2 separate regions of the Bos taurus genome follow, and region 1 is linked to region 2. Evidence: chromatin contacts called from public Hi-C data. All regions are on one chromosome and are shown on one strand. Each heading gives the region's core, a stretch centred on a gene start, on an enhancer-like site or on the middle of the called end of the contact. The rest is flanking DNA. Distances are from core to core; before and after follow the strand shown.

Region 1 (4,965 bases), core at 369-2,868, 40 kb before region 2:
AGTTCACACAGCACCATATAATGTAAGTTAAAGCTTTCAGACAAAGACTGAGAAACAGTGACCAATACTAACGAATCTTAAGGTGCGTGCCTGTAGGTCAGGCACACACAAACACTCCAACCCAACAAATAGTCACTGTTCCTGGGATAAAGCTGCTTCTCCCTCCCTCACTGGGAACCACTCTATTTCTCAATTCTGTGATTTTCCCTTTTCAGATAAACTCTCACTCTCCAAAAGAACTGCTTCTTCAAGTTACGTGGAATCCCGACTTAAACACGTTACATACAAATTCTCTATCAGTAGTGTTCCAGACATGTTTTCTCCCAGCAAAGATGAGCCCCTTTTCTTGTTTTTCTTTACAGCTGGGGTGAGATGACAGAAAAGCGCTGTGGCATTCCCGCTCTGCCCAATCTCTTCCCCACATCCCTCCTCTATCCATCCCCTTTCCCGCTTCTTAATCCTCCTATCCCGAATCTCTCACTGAAGCCCTGCCAGAGAGTTTGATCCTTCCCTAACCTAAGCTAAGGATATGCAACGGAGCCTTTTTCTTCTCGGGGTTCTGCTTTTCCCTTACTGTTACCCACAGAGAGGCGGGGAGGGATGTATTGGAACAAAGAATTTTAAGTCCCTTTCTCTAGAACTTTGGTGTAAATACACAGGGAAAGGGCATCCCCCAGGGCTCTTCTTTCCTGCCGTTTGACCCCCTTCCTCTCAGAGCTCCTTCCTAGACTCTCATTCCCCGCAAAGGTCAGGAGCTTGTTCCCTTCAGGCCCTAAGGCTCGAAGTAGTCCCTGGTCAGCTTCCCAGTCTCCCTCCTGAAAGGGACGGATAACATTTCCATTCTCTTTCATCAACTTCTCAAGTCCCAGGGCTTCTTCAAAACATAATAGAGCTAAGGACTCAACTCTGAGTCTTGCCCTGAAATGGGTGCCCAGCCTTCCCTGAAGTGGGGTACAGCCTCTCCCCAAAGGGTTTTTGGGGGCTCCAACCCCAATGCTAGTGCGCTCAGCTCCAGCAAGAGAATCTCTCCTCTCAGGGAGACTGAGTCCCCACGAAGCCACATGCCCCAGCAGGTCAGGACTCCCGATCTCCCTCCCCTAGGATCCTCAACACTGCTGGGGTAGTCCATCCCTGCGGCGCCTGCCCCCCTTCTAAGGAGACCCCGTTCTCACTCCCATCAACAATCCCAAGTTGCTCAGTCCTCTCGTAGGGAGGCGGGCTGAGATTTTCCCTTACAAAGCCCACCCCCAGCTCCTTCCACAGCCGCAGAGACCCCAAGAGCGCAGAGGAAGCTCGGGGTCTGTCCCCCGACGGCGATCCCGGCCCAGGCAGGCCCGGTCCTTGCCCCTCGGACGCCCCGCGCCGGTCCGTCCTGCCACCAGTCGCGATGAGCGCGCTCAGCCCCCTGGGGGCTCTGCCCCGGGGCCGCCCTCCTCCGTCCTGCCCGCGTGCCGCTCGCCTTCCCGGCCCGCCTCGCCGGCCGCGAGCTCTGCTCTGTTGGTTCCCACCCGTAGCCCCGGACTCCCTGGGCCGCTCGTCGCGGAGCCCGCTCGGGCCGCTACCTGCAGGGGCCGCCGCGCCTCTCAGAGCCCCGCCGCCGCCATCTTGCATTTCAAACCGGCTGCACTTTTCAGGGAGTCAACTCTGACCTGTGAACCCTATACCCGGAACCGCTCGGTGGGCCGGCTCACGGCTTCGGCAGCGCGGCGGACCCGGCAGAGCGCAGAGAGTCGGGGGTGGGGGTGCGAGGCGAGGCGCGCGCCCCAGCAGCCGACCGGAGGCGGGAGGGGGGAGGGGAAGAGCCGGCCGAGGCGGGGCCCTCCCGCGCGCGCGCCTTCCGCGCGCCCCCACCCCGCTCCGCGCCTGGCTCTCTACCCTGGGACCCTGCTGCTCCCCTGGGGTTCGACCTAGGTCTCTGCCCCCGGGATTGGCGCACGGCGGGAGGTAGGGAGCCGCCCCGCCCCTCTGTCAACAGAAGCCCCGCCCCCGTCTACGGAAGCTCCACCCTCTGTCAACAGAAGCCCCGCCTTCTCCAGGTCTTGAAGCGGCCCCGCTCCCTTGCCGGTGATAGCTCCGCCTACTACTGGCAGAAGCCTGGTCTTCATTCAGGTCAATCCAGAAGGCGCCTCGCCTTCTGCCAGTTGTGGCCCCGCCTCTGGGCGCTCCGCCTTCCTAGTGTCACCGCTGGATCGCGAGAAACGCCCCTTGTCATCATGAGCTCCATTTGGTGGCAATATTACCCCAAGCCCCACCCCATTCGGCGGGAGCCCCACCCACTGTCAATAGAAGCCCCGCCTTCCTGAGATCTTTCTTGATTTCTAGCCCGAAGCCCCACCTCCTGTCAATTGCCGCCCCGCCTCCACTTGCCTCCTATTCGGCCAAAAGCCGCCCCTCCACCGTCGGACACCGAAAGTTCGGTTCAACCTCACTTGGAACCGCCGTTCAAGACCAAGCCACCCTCTGCTCTCGAAAGCCCTCCTTTGCCTTCTCACGAGTCACTCTTCTGAAGGGCTTTCTTTTCAAGCTGTGGTCGTCAAATCCCGACAGCTTCAATGGGAACCAGCCCCGCAGCGAGGGACCCAGGCTTTGGGGAAAATGGCCCCTCCACACCTCCCTCCTTCCCTCCGCCCCCCACATCATTTTTAAAATGGAGAAAAGTACAGACCAAAGCAAAGAGAAACGGCTCACCCTCAAGCTAGTCGGCTCAGATTCACGGACCAGGACGTGTGAGAACTCTCTGGTGGCTTAGTGTTCATTCCCCGCCGCCACCCCAGTCCTAGACCCTCTGTGCTTTGACAGCAGCGCTCCGCTGAGCCACATTAATCCCAAAACATGCAGCTGCTTAAAGCAAAAGCTTGATGGTTGAAATCAATGTACACCCGCTTCCTTTTACTTATATGGTTCGTCTTAGAACCCCAGAACTTGTGGAAGCAGAAGCAAGCAAAGCTTAATCTTGTAAAAGTAGGCATTCAATCAGCCATAGTCCACACCCTGTATGCAACAAAACAAAAATTTAACATTACTCTTCTGGAATTCAATTTATTGACAAGTAAACTATGTACAAGAAACCACTGTAATGGTCTAATAATATAAAGATGAAATAAGCAAAAGGAATGTATTTTTAAATATTATACTAGTTTCAATAAAAATCAGAAAATGTTTTTCACTGTGGGAAAACCTGGCACCAGCATGAGAGCTACAATACAAAACATGCCCCCACAAAATTTCAATACGTCCCCTAGGGGGCAGTACTGTGACCCCCGAGACACGCTTAGGATTTATCTGAGGAAATGAAATGCTTCAGATAGGGAAATTCATCTTTTGTTGAGCATTTAACAACTAGGTTTTTGAGTACCAGTGTATGCCAGGCACTGTGGAAGCTGAAAAGCTGAGTCAGGCAACGTTTCTGTCTTCAAGGAGATTACAGTTTAGTAACTAAGCAAAAAACGCTGAGGATAAAAACATCAAGCACGGTGAGCAGTCAGAAAGATCAAGGAGAAATACATCAAGAGACCCCTTCAAGGGTATGAATTTATGAATATAAATTTTACCTTTCTCTCCCTCTTTCCCTCTCTCTCTTCCTCCCTTTTTCTGCCTTCTCTCTTTTCTCCCACTCCTCCTCCCCCTCCCCCTCTTCTTTAGCATCAATTTATAGTCGCTTTCTTCTCTCTATAAGCTGTCTGCCTGGTTCACTGCCCAGTGCCAGCAGCCCAGAGTTCTCCCAATTTAGGGCCATGCCCAGAGGGCAGTTCTGTCCAGGAAAACAATTTCAATAGCTCAATGCTGAGAACAGTGTCCTTAGCTGAATTGCTGCCAATTATTTGGTACCCTTGTACAAAGCAAGACTGTTATCATCACTCAAAAAAGAAAAAACTGGTTGCAGACCTAAGCAATATGAATTATATGTTTAGCATAGCAGATTGTGCCAACCCACATAAATCTGTTTAGAGATCATGTTCACAGAGTAACTTGTTTTTATTAAAATAAACTCATTTGTAAAAATTGTAAATATGACTGATTTCAACAGCTGTGTGGCTCCAGAAGTAAGTTTTTTACCCATGGATTGGCACAATTAGAAGAGTCTAGATTTCTTTATGCATATGTTTTGTGATTTGTTATACACAGTCTGGTATGACAAAACTTCAGTACTCTTAGAGATGAGAAGTTATCCAGCAGGTTTTAAAAAAGCACAGAATTTTTGCCATTCAGAGCTTCTTCCACCTTTGGAACAGTGGAAAAAAAGTATTTGTAGGAAATGAAGAGCTTTGAGTCAAAAGTTCTAAGCACTGGTGTCATCTGAAGAGGAACAGACTTCCAACACTACTTTTTGAAGTAGTTTCCTTCTGTTACTATTTTTCCTTTTTCTACTTTTGGCGAGAAAGTCTTCTAAAAAATGATACCATGAAACAGATCAGCCAAAAAGACATCAAACCAAGACACTTCAAACTTTTAACTAGAGCTAGGTGAACCTGAGAATTTAGTTCAGCCTTCGTAAAATACTCCCACTATTCCCTCTAAGGGCTACTTCGGAAGGTGAACAAAAACATTTCTACTTGAAGGTAGTTCAGACTGAACAAACTTTCAAAGTCCATTTAGGGTCATCTCCTATTCCTATTAGAGAATGCTTTGTGAAAATAATAATGTTATTGATAACAACAGTAAAAACAAGTTAGTATATTTGTAAATGCCCTCTCCACTATTCTGCTCCCCTATTTCTGTATCTGGTGTAAGTCCATATACAAAGATTATAAATGCAAAACAAAAAAACAAAATGAAAAACAGGAAAAACTGATCTCCCAGTATTTTTTCAAAGAGTAAAATGTTGATACACTTAGAAAAATCATAGTGTCATCTGGGTTGGTTCATTCATTGGTGTGTACTCTATTTCCACCAAAAAGTTAGTGTTCATGTCAACACTACTTCTGAAAAATATGCTAGTCTATCTTTTTTGACCTAAAATCTTAG
Region 2 (4,658 bases), core at 1,309-3,808:
TTTGTCAGAAGTGGCAAGTAGTAAAACTGGAGCAAAAGAAGGAATATTCTGTAATAATGTGGTAAATGTGGCTTTGAGTGTTGGTCCAACTATTTCCCACCACAAGTGAATGTGAGGAACATACACTATACTTGGTGCTGTTCTCTTAGCTTCACGAATCACCTAGTAGAGAAAGAAAACAATTACATACATTTAGAGAGTCAGCACATTAGCAGTGTGCGTTTTAAATCTAGAACAATTTAACTTCCCAGAACTGTCATATAAAACCCTTAAGTCTAAAAAATGCTTCCCCCAATCCCACCATCTTGTTTTTGAATATTTTTATAAAAGTTTCATTTTTAGAAAAACATAATTGCTTCAAGCAATTAGAAAACAGCTCAAGAAATCTAAAAGACTTTTCTGTTATGGCAACCAAGGTTAAATATAAAAATACATAAAACACTTTTACAAACTTTTAATATAACTATAGCAAAAAAGAAGCAGCAGAATATTTGCATACTTTTTGCATAGCCATCACTGTTTTAAGTACTTCACTCATTTAATTCTCACAACAATCATGTAACTACTGATTTTTCCATTTTGCAAATGGGGAAAATGGGGCAGAAAGACTTAATAAACTTTCCTAAGTCACATAGTAATTAAGAAGTGGAAAAGGATTTAAAGTCATACTTTTTAATAACTAAGCAGTTAGGCATGGTTCTGTTTTGAAAACATGAAGTCAGAAATCAGAAAGACCAAAAAACACAATATAAAAAAGAATGAAGCAATTCTAGACTTTGTCTCTGGAAGACTACTTCACCTTACAGCTTATTTGTCTGGGCAACAATGAATTACCTGGGCACATGTTTCTTCAGGAGATGTAGCACTGACTCCAAAAAGCACAGGAATGTCTAAAGTGTACACTGTAAATTTTTCCAAAGCATGGATGACAGCTGGTGCTAAATGAGAACCTTGCCCAAATCCTGGTTCGCCCACTATCAGCATTCTTGGTCGAAAAGACATAGGTTGATAACAAGCATTTCTGAAAGAAATGAGTAATAACCTATGTTTTAGGGAAAAAAAGCTTAAATTTCTCTCCCAATTATCAATTATGAACTTTTATAAGCCAAAAGTTTTGACAATATGGCCAGTCAATCATAGCAGCATGATTCATGTGGCTCTTGGAAATAATCGAACTTTACAGATTTTTAGAAACTGTATTTAGAAAGTATTTAGAAAACTGTATTTAGAAAAGTATTTAGAAACAATACTTTATAGTTTCTAACATCATGACAACTGTAACAAAATATTTTCTAATATTTTAATTTTTAAAAAAGTAAATTAGCTGGCATCCTTTATCTTCTCAAGCATAATTTCATTTAGTTTTAGGGAATTCACATGAGAATGAATACATATGCTGCTGCTGCTGCTAAGTCGCATCAGTTGTGTCTGACTCTGCACGACCCCATAGATGGCAGCCCAACAGGCTCCTCTGTCCCTGGGATTCTCCAAGCAAGAATACTGGAGTGGGTTGCCATTTCCTTCTCCAAATGAATATATATATACATATATATAAATTTTCAAGGGAAATGTACCTATTCAAATGAAGAAAATTAAAATTTTCTTTTGCCTTATTAAAGGATTTTTGAGAAAGTCCATTTTCATATACCGATGGAACATCATCATCACTGTATGCCAAGTCACTTTCTAAGAGAGGACAAGAAATATCTGTAAAGCAAGCAAAAAAAGTGTACATTAGTAGCTTTTCTCAATTACAAAGTGGATCTTCACATAATGCTTCAGTTAGCAACCCCAATGAGATTTTTTTTCAAAAAAGTTTGTGTACATATAAATAACAAGTAAATTTTAAAATGCACTTCAAACCTAAAATAAAGGAAGTCTAGGGAAATCTGTGAAGTAAACTTCCTTGATATCTAGGAAAGGCATGACCAAATTCCTTTCAAGAGTCTCTTTCATAAAGAAACATTACTGAGATGTACAAAATACTTAGTTTTACTGACTATGAAAACTAAACAGTCAATCAAGTTTCATACCGGAGTCTAACGCTTTGTTTGTCCTGGTTTCCGCATGTGGAAACACTCTCTGCAGGGCTTCTAGGATCTTGTGAACAGTGCTCTGCAGTAGTGGTTTCACAATGGTGGACAGTGCCTGCCCAGGTGACGTCACAGCTCTCTGGGAGGCTGGTATCATCTTTTGCATAGCTACCTCAAAATCCTTAGCTGAGATATTAATTGAAGAGAGATCCAATTGCAGTTTCTCACTAGTGGTATAGATCTGTGGGTAGCGTCGACGCAGAGCACATAAAGCAGCTTCAGAGCATATTGACTTGATATCTGCACCACAGTATCCTATCCAAGGCAACCAAAAAAGAAAAAAAATTAAAGTAAATCACCACCATATTAAGCAAGACAATGGTTAAAAGAAAACTAAACATCAGCCTAGCAATATAGTAGCAAAATATTTAGGAGTAATAAGGCTAAAATGTCTCTCAGCCCCTCAGTGAACTCACATGATTGATAATAACCCCTAACAAATCAATCAACTTTTGAGAGTGAAATACGCAAGCACTAAAAGCAGAGCGCAGGGGTCAAGAGCATGAGTTTTGAAATCAGATAATCAGGATCAAATTCCAGTTTGTCATTTACTAGATGTGTGATCTTTTTAGAGAATCATTTATGCTTTCTCAGCCATTTCTATATCTGTAAAATAGGAATAAAGCTACCTACTTCACAGGATTGATGTAAGAGTTACCTGCAATAGCTTATGTAGAATACTTAACAGGATAATTAGAAAAATGTAAACAGCAAAAGATCTAACTTCATTCTCAAATTCTTTGACAGTCAAGATGTTAAACACCTCTATATGGTATCTAGGACTTTATAAGAAAACATGCCACAAATTATAAATAAGAAACAAATCTAACTTTGTATTTCTTTAAACAAGAAACAAGGTTTCTTTAAACCTTGGCAAAACTACAACTTGTTCCATCTTTGAAATGCATGTAATATTTCTTTTAATACTTAAAGCAATGTTTACCAACAGAGTTTTCTGCTAGTTCTTCCAGAAACATGTCCAGTGGTTTAGGATTCCAATCCCTTGTGTGAATTTTTAGAATTTCTTTTCGAGCCTACAAACAAAAACAATTTAATTTTTCTATAATAATATAGTGCTATTTAGATTAGGGTAACTTTAAGATAATTGGGTTATCTAAAAATGTAAAGCTGTCAATACCTAATATAAACAGAAATATGAAACATTAAAAATGGAAAAAAATGATATATTTGTATGAGCTTAAGAAATTTGTATTAAATAAGACTGCATTTTTAGTGCTCAAGTTCTAGTCATCACAAATGTGAATGAGAAAAATTAACTAACTGCTGGATTATTGTTTATTGTACATATTAAAAACAGTTGCGTACTGACAGCTCTACCCATATTTTCGTACTTGGTTCTCAAAATATTCAGCAGCTTTAAAGTAACTGGGTAGAATTATATGGTTGTATCCATGAAAAAGTCAAGTCTAATGAACTGGCTAAGGACTGACTGTTAGGCCATGTGTTCTGAATCAAAATAAAGCTATATGACTAACAAGCAAAGGCTGTGCTTGGGGTGGCGGGGCGGGTGCGGAGGTGCACGTCCAGAGATGCCCTGGTCCAGTGTTTGGGACTTGGCACTTTCACTGTCATGAGCCTGGGTTAAAATCCTGGTTGGAGAACTAAGATGCCACAAGGTATGCATTCCCCCAAATAATAAAGAAATAAATAAAATAAAAAATTATCTGAGTTCTATTCTTTAAATAATGCCTCTCTAAAAATACATACATACCTACTTGAATGTTAATCATACAACTTTGCCTCAGTACAAAACTCAATCTTCCAGTTTGCACTATACTAAGACTTGTTCAAGATAAGCACAATCAATTTTGTCAAAATTTGAGTAATGTTAAATTCTTACATCTTTATCAGGTAGGCTAAATAGGAATTCTCTGTCAAAACGACCAGGCCTTCGTAAAGCAGGATCAATAGAATCCAGTCTGTTGGTAGCACCAATGACCACAATTTCTCCTCTGCTGTCCAATCCATCCATAAGAGCTAGCAAGGTGGAAACAATTGAACTAAATTTAAAAATAAGAGAGAAGAGATTAACTATATAGAAGCCGAATACATCACTTCTTTTTTTGTGACGATTTAATACATTAAATGTGTGAATAAATTTTCTCAGCACATCCCACTATTTTCAATAGACTATTAAAAACGAAAATCTGTAAAATAACATACTACATGGCACACAGACATTTAAAATCAATGGAAAACACACTTTTTAGAATGCTACAAATGGATCCTGGAAGCCATTTCATAAAGCACAATTTCACATAGAACTCTGGAGTTCTCAAACAAGGATGCAATAAAAAATATATACACACAAGTATTAGGCAGATAAACAGAAACTTAAAAAAAAAAAAGCTTCAAAAACTTCATTGTGTACACATTATCAAAGGATGCCAAAGTAAAACAGAATATACTGGACTGTGATTGCTTCTAGGTCTTTTTAGCGTCCAGAGACAGGAATTATTTTTTCTTCAAAAATAAATTTCATCATGAGTTCATACTGATATTCCAATTCAGATAAAGATCCAAGGGTTTTAACTTATTTTATAT

Evidence for each region. A called contact is a pair of places that touch in the nucleus more often than the background predicts.
Region 1: a Hi-C map of liver shows a contact between it and region 2, with 4 times the contacts expected there. The contact joins the promoter of ZHX1 here to the enhancer-like site in region 2. A contact is called at or near these places in 2 of 11 Hi-C or Micro-C datasets (liver and skin fibroblasts).

What each region holds. Positions count from the first base shown.
Region 1 is chr14:16,531,088-16,536,052 of ARS-UCD2.0, reverse strand. ZHX1 (zinc fingers and homeoboxes 1) reads right to left here and starts at 1,618. Exons shown (of 4, transcript NM_001110095.1): 1 at 1,563-1,618.
Region 2 is chr14:16,492,256-16,496,913 of ARS-UCD2.0, reverse strand. It overlaps ATAD2 (ATPase family AAA domain containing 2), which reads right to left. Exons shown (of 28, transcript NM_001099020.3): 14 at 3,955-4,114; 15 at 3,037-3,127; 16 at 2,034-2,348; 17 at 1,575-1,707; 18 at 835-1,021; 19 at 1-162. Among named protein-coding and RNA genes, the nearest start is that of ZHX1, 40 kb to the left of the region's middle. Within about 2 kb of position 2,558, at least 1 of the 102 cell types and tissues checked has an H3K27ac peak or open chromatin away from gene starts, as enhancers often do. A contact at or near this core is called in liver, where this site is marked.